Linked DNA regions of Ovis aries: region 2 is linked to region 1. Evidence: chromatin contacts called from public Hi-C data. All regions are on one chromosome and are shown on one strand. Each heading gives the region's core, a stretch centred on a gene start, on an enhancer-like site or on the middle of the called end of the contact. The rest is flanking DNA. Distances are from core to core; before and after follow the strand shown.

What was found. Hi-C and Micro-C count contacts between places; a contact is called where the count stands out from the background.
Region 2: a contact with region 1 is called in a Hi-C map of mixed tissues, with 3 times the contacts expected there. The contact joins the enhancer-like site here to the promoter of BPHL in region 1. A contact is called at or near these places in 12 of 16 Hi-C or Micro-C datasets (blood, hypothalamus, liver and 5 more).

What each region holds. Positions count from the first base shown.
Region 1 is chr20:49,668,665-49,671,613 of ARS-UI_Ramb_v3.0, forward strand. It overlaps BPHL (biphenyl hydrolase like), which reads right to left and starts at 1,297. Exons shown (of 6, transcript XM_027958683.3): 1 at 1,178-1,297. The coding sequence starts at 1,284.
Region 2 is chr20:49,738,537-49,741,372 of ARS-UI_Ramb_v3.0, forward strand. NQO2 (N-ribosyldihydronicotinamide:quinone dehydrogenase 2) reads right to left here. Exons shown (of 9, transcript XM_060403548.1): 8 at 2,542-2,643; 9 at 1,029-1,311. The coding sequence ends at 1,135. Among named protein-coding and RNA genes, the nearest start is that of NQO2, 11 kb to the right of the region's middle. Within about 2 kb of position 1,500, at least 7 of the 54 cell types and tissues checked have an H3K27ac peak or open chromatin away from gene starts, as enhancers often do. A contact at or near this core is called in tail adipose tissue, where this site is marked.

The DNA.
Region 1 (2,949 bases), core at 47-2,546:
ATCAACACACTGCTTGTTTGGCCCATCACAGTGAAAGTGAAAGTGAAGTCGCTCAGTCCTGTCTGACTCTTTGCAACCCCATGGACTGTAGCCTACCAGGCTTCTGGGTCCAGGGGTTCTCCAGGCAAGAATACTGGAGTGGGTTGCCATTTCCTTGGTCATATCAATTTCAACTGCATTTACAAAACGGCAGTTCAAAATCCAGAGAAACCTGTTTCCCAGGGATATTTTAGGGCAAATGATCTGCACTGCTAAGTGGATGAGGCCTTCCTGCAACCATTAACCAACAGTAACAGATACTGGTGCGATCACAGTAACCTCATGTCAATCCCTTTCTGTAAACAGGAAACCGGATAGATGGGCATTTTCCAGCGGACTTACAGACTGCAGACACTGTTTTCCCATTTCCCATCTGTATGAAAACAGTTCTGAAAATCTAGTAGGTCGAAAATGGTAACAACATCAAACCCTAAATTCAAGACCCAATAAATCACAGTATGAAAGCGGAAAGCTGGTCAGAGCTCTTCTTATGCCTTCCGAATGGACGCTTCCCCATCAAGCACAGTGAAGCTCTGAAGGCCAGGTACCCGCCAAGCTTGTGCGCAGACACCTTCCTCGTCAGGAGCGGAACTGACCCGCCGGCAGTGAGCAGCGACCGCCCCGCGCGCGCCCCCATGACAGGCCACTATCACTTGGACCAGGGGCGCCCACTCTGGGACTGGGGGTCAGAGGTTCATCCAGGGGCTGTCTTCCCTCAGCTGTGTGGGGGTGGGAAGAGGAGAGAAAGGCAGACTCTCGGGCGTCTCCACGGCCTGCACCCCTCGGGGAGCCGGGCCCAGGAGCCCGCATCTCCCGGTCCCCCGGGTGGGTCTCCCGCACGTCCCAGCTCGAGGTCCAGCCCGCGGCTCCGAGGGCTGACGCGGCGCGGACACCGCAGGCTGGCCCCGGAGCCAGGGTCCGGGGTTCAAGCGCGCCTCCTCCCTGGCCTCCGTCCGCACGGACGCCCCACCGAGGCCGAGCGCAGCGCCCCCGCGGCCGCGCCCGGGTCACGGCTTGACGGGCAAGGCCCACTCGCGGCCCCGGCCCGGTCGCTGGCCCCTGGCCCCTGCCCCCTTCCCGCCGCCCCGAGCGCGCGGACGAGGCTATGGGGGCCCCTGGAGGGGAGCGGCGCCATTACCCGAACGCGGCCGCGGGTCCGGCCCGGGGGACTTGGATCCCGGGCTTCAGCGCTGAGAGCAGGAGCCTCAGCCGCCGCGCGGCCCGACCGCCCAGCGTTGCCGCCATGGTGGGTGCAAATGACGGCCGGGGAGGGCGCATGCGCCGCGTCTCCCGGAGCCCGTGAGCGCGCACCGCCGCCAGCACGCATGCGCCCGGCCATCGGCCGCCCCGAGTTCGCCCCCTTCCGCCCCGAGTTCGCCCCCTTCCGCCCCGAGCACGCATGCGCGGGGCGGTCTGGGCTCTGAGCTGGGGCGCGGGGTTTCCAGGCGATCCCTCGCCCACCTGTGTGCGCGGTTCCCGGGGCACCGGCACAGAGCGTCTCCCCTGAGTGTCAGCTCTAGCCTAACGGGGGCCGGCGTCTCGCCCTCGCGGAGGGGTGGGCTCGGGGCCGCCAGCCTGACAGCTGGAGGGGACTGGGGTTCGCTGTGTGCGTTCTTACACCGGCCCACACCCGTGAGGGCCCCTGCTCTCGGGGATCCCGGAGATCAGGGCGGGCCAGCGGCGGCTGGAGAGCGGTGCGGGCGGGGGCCCGGGTCTCGAGAGCTAAGCCGCAGGGAGCCTCCGATGAATCCCGCAGACAGGCCGGGGCTCCCGCTTCTCGGCGCTGTGGCGGGAGCAGAGGGGGGCGCCGGGTGCGGAGGATGGGGGCTGTGTCCGCGTGGGGTCCCTGGCCGCCCCCGGGGCGGGGGAGCGGCGAGCACCGCAGGCTTGGTCGTAAATGGAGCCGCGTGTGAGTCCAGATCAGTGAGGCCCGTGCGGCCCAGGTGTTCGGAAGCAGGTGGGTGTCGGGCTGGGCCGGAGGCAGGGTTAGTGTCCAGTGGGGGCAGAGCCTCAGTTTTGCAGGAACGTGGCAGAAACAGTGTGAATGTGTTTAGGGCTGTACACTTAAAGACGGTTAAGATGGCAAATTTTACGTGTATTTCACCACTGTTGAGTGTGTGTGCTTCTTACGACCAGTTCAGTCTTCAGAGAGTATAAACAGTATTTGCAGCTGAAGGTTCCACAGGGAAAATGAAAAACAATACCCTTTGATTGTGGCTGCTCTCTCCCTTAACAGAAAACAACCGCACATCGGTGGCTGCTGTTTAGCCTTGTCTTGATTTGGAGATTCCAGCAGCTTCCTTGCATCTTATATTACTTCTCCTGGAGACCCTTTCATTGTAACAATCCTCTATGCACAGTGCTTCCTGGTGTTACAGCCATGAGAAGTTGTATTACCAGCAGTGTCCTCCCTGACCAGTGGGAGTTTCTTGGCAGTAAAGGGAGGTTTGATTTAAATACTATATAAAAGTATATATATATTATATACTATAATACTATACTATATACTATATATGTCTTTTCAACATAAAGCTGTCACATCAGTTTCCTACACAGAAGGAAAGAGAAATATGTAATGTTCCAGCTACTGTTGTTTGACTTTCAGAATCTGAAGTGGGGTCAACATTTCCTTATTTTTTTTTATGAAATGTTGATTGGGATTTCTTGTCAGAGATGATGAGGGGTTAAAAATAATTGTACAATTTTAATACCAGTTATCCTACTGGTCAGCAAAAATGGTAGTGCTGAGGTCTTAGGCTACTGGTGTCAACTAATAAAAACCTACTTATAACACAGGGAACTCAACAGTCTATAATGACCTAAAGAATCTATAAAAGAATATAAAAAAGAGTGGATATATGTTTAACAGTCACTTTGCTGTACTCCTGAAACTAATGAAGCATAAATCAA
Region 2 (2,836 bases), core at 250-2,749, 70 kb after region 1:
GGGGAGGCTTTGAAGAAGGTGTGTCTGAAAAAGTTGCTCAGGAAGAGGGCCCAAAGAGCGCCTGAAGAAGCCAGTTCCAACGGTCGAAGGAGAGCGATCTCGAGAGAACTGAGGCTCAAAAGGGATGATGAAGAGTCTGGAGGGGACCCTGAGCAGGCACCTGGGGGGACGGCCCCGGAGAGGGTCTGGGACGGTGGCGCTGAAAGAGAACGTGGGGACGCTCTGAAAAAGCCTGAAGAAAATGGTGTCGAGAAAGTCAGAAAGAAATGACCCTGAAAAATCAATCTGATTCGAAGATGGCAGCTCTGAGAGAGGGATGAAGATGCGAGGGAAGCTAAGAACACGGAACGCGATCTGGCGGTGGATCAGGTGAAGAGGAAGATAATGAGGGTGGAGGAGGGTCTGAGGACGCCTGGGGGGCCGGGGGGCGGACAGGGAGGAGGCAGGTGAGGGCGTGTGAACGGAGGCGCAGCTGCGAGCGTGATGGGGGTGGGGGGGCTGCTGAGGAGAAGGGCCCGTCCTGGGCAGTGACGACGACCACGAAGAGGAGGGGCGGGCGGCGGGGAGACTCTCCCGCTACACGTGCCCGCAGCCCGGGGCCACGGCCAGGCCCGCTCCCGAGACTGCACGCTGACGGGACGCCTTCTCACTAAGGCCGGCGCCCTCACCGTGACCGGCCCTCAGGGATTGGAAAGATACGCTGGGTCGTGCTCAGTTAAAACCTAACACTCAAGACAGAAAAAGAAAAAGACACAAGAGGTGTGAACAGAGCACTGCAACACGGGCTGTGAACAGATGACGTTTTCCTCGACTTTCCAGAAAGTCCAGTCGCGCTGCAGAGAAACAAATACCTAGCATCCAGTTTTGTGCCAAAGCTACAACCATGACCCGCGAAGGCTGAATAAAGGGGAATGAAAGGCATGAGAAACGAACGCAGGGCTGGGAGAAGGACCTGCCAGAGACCCGGGGACAGCCAGCGGGGGACGGGAGCCGGCCCGCAGGACCCGGAGACACAGTCACACCCTGGCTGTTGTGACGTCCTTTATTACACGCGCCTGCACAGCATTACACGTCTCACACCTCCCGCATGGCCCCTGCAGTGTGGCGTGGCCCCTGCAGTGTGGCGTGGCCCCGTCACTGCCCGAAGTACCACGGGGGCGAGCACGGGATGGGCTCCTCCTCCCAGATGGTCTTCAGCCTCTGCGCCCAGGAGGCCACCATCCTCTTTCTTTCTTCTTCGGACGCCATTTCAGGACCAAAACTGATCTGAGGGGCAAGGACTTTAAATCCGCAGAAGTGCAGTGTGCCGTGCTACAGTGCAAAGAGGGGAGCGCAGTGAGAAGCCACCCGCTGCTCAGTCACCCGGGGAACGCACGCAGCTGGCCTCCAGGGAGCTCAGAGAACCTCCCACCACCAGCGAGCCGAGAATGCGGGCGCTGCCCTGCAGCCTCAGGACCTGGCCGCTCCTGGGGGGCAGAGCGCGCTGGGAGGCTCCGACACAGCTCTCTAATCTCTGCTGCTGAGTCACACACTAAGTTTTATGGTTTTGATTGCTTCGGTAAATTATGGCAATTCATGAAAGTGAAAGTCGCTCAGTCGTGCCAGACTCTGCGACCCCATGGACTATACAGGCCGGAATACTGGAGTGGGTAGCCTATTCCTTCTCCAGGGGATCTTCCCGACCCAGGAATCAAACTAGGGTCTCCTGCACTGCAGGCGGATTCTTTACCAACTGAGCCACCAGGGAGCCCTGAATGAGTTTATTCCAGCTACGTGTGCCACCATGGAAGGCTGCTCAAGACACGCATTAGGTGTAAACAACAAGGAATGTGAAGCGGGATTTGTGGCGCACTGTTCACGTAAAAAAAGAAATAGATACGGCAAGCTGAGTCATAACATGTGCGTGTGTGAGAACACAGGGCCCTCCCTGGTGCAGCCAGTCCAGTGGCCGGCACTGCGTGCCCCCGTGCAGGGCGCCTGGGTTCGAGCCCTGTGCAGGCACCTTGCAGCTAAGGGTGAGCACGCCACAGCTGAGGAGACTGCATGCTCTGGTGGAGACCTGGCTCAGCCAAATAAATACGTGGATAGTTTTTTAAAAAAGAATATACATGGGCTGTAAGGAAATACATTAAATCATTGAAAGTGATTGTTTTCAAGGGCATTAAGAGAACTGAATTTCTATTTTTCATAGTCTCTGTGTTCCCATATGTACCTTTGCAAACTGAAACAAAGGTGAAGAATTTTTAAAAGCAGGAAGAACTGAAGCTCATGACGCACAGAGCCACCTCAGGGCTCCCGTTTACCCAGAGCGGACATCGGCCAACCGGGCTCGGCTTGGCCTCTGGCCAAGCAGCATCAAAAGTTCTCATAATCACAGCGTTTTCTCCATCAGCCAGCCTCTCCAGGGCTGCCAAGTAAAACATCCAAAAGGCTAAGAGCTTATGATATCCTGTTTCCGGGGGAGTCAGCACGGCCTGGCCTTCAGGCCCCCCTCCCACCTGGGAGGAGCTGGGAGAGCTGTGTGTGTGTTGGGGGGCATACCTGGAGGGGCCACAGGAAGTACCGGAAGTCTCCGTTGACCCCAGTCTTGGAGAACATGCTGGCTGTGCCGCCTGTGGTTAAGGACAGGATGGCCAGCTTACCCTGTGGAGGACAGCACGGGATTGGGCGTGGACCCCAGGGAGGGTCGTCAATAGTGACTAGAGGGAAACCGAGGCCAGCTCCCCTGCCCCTCCCCTAACGGACAGACACACACTCCCATCTCTGTCCGGCCCAGTGGCAGGTGACAGCGACATCCGATGGGGCGGGGGAGGGACAGCCAGAGGGAGTGGGCCGG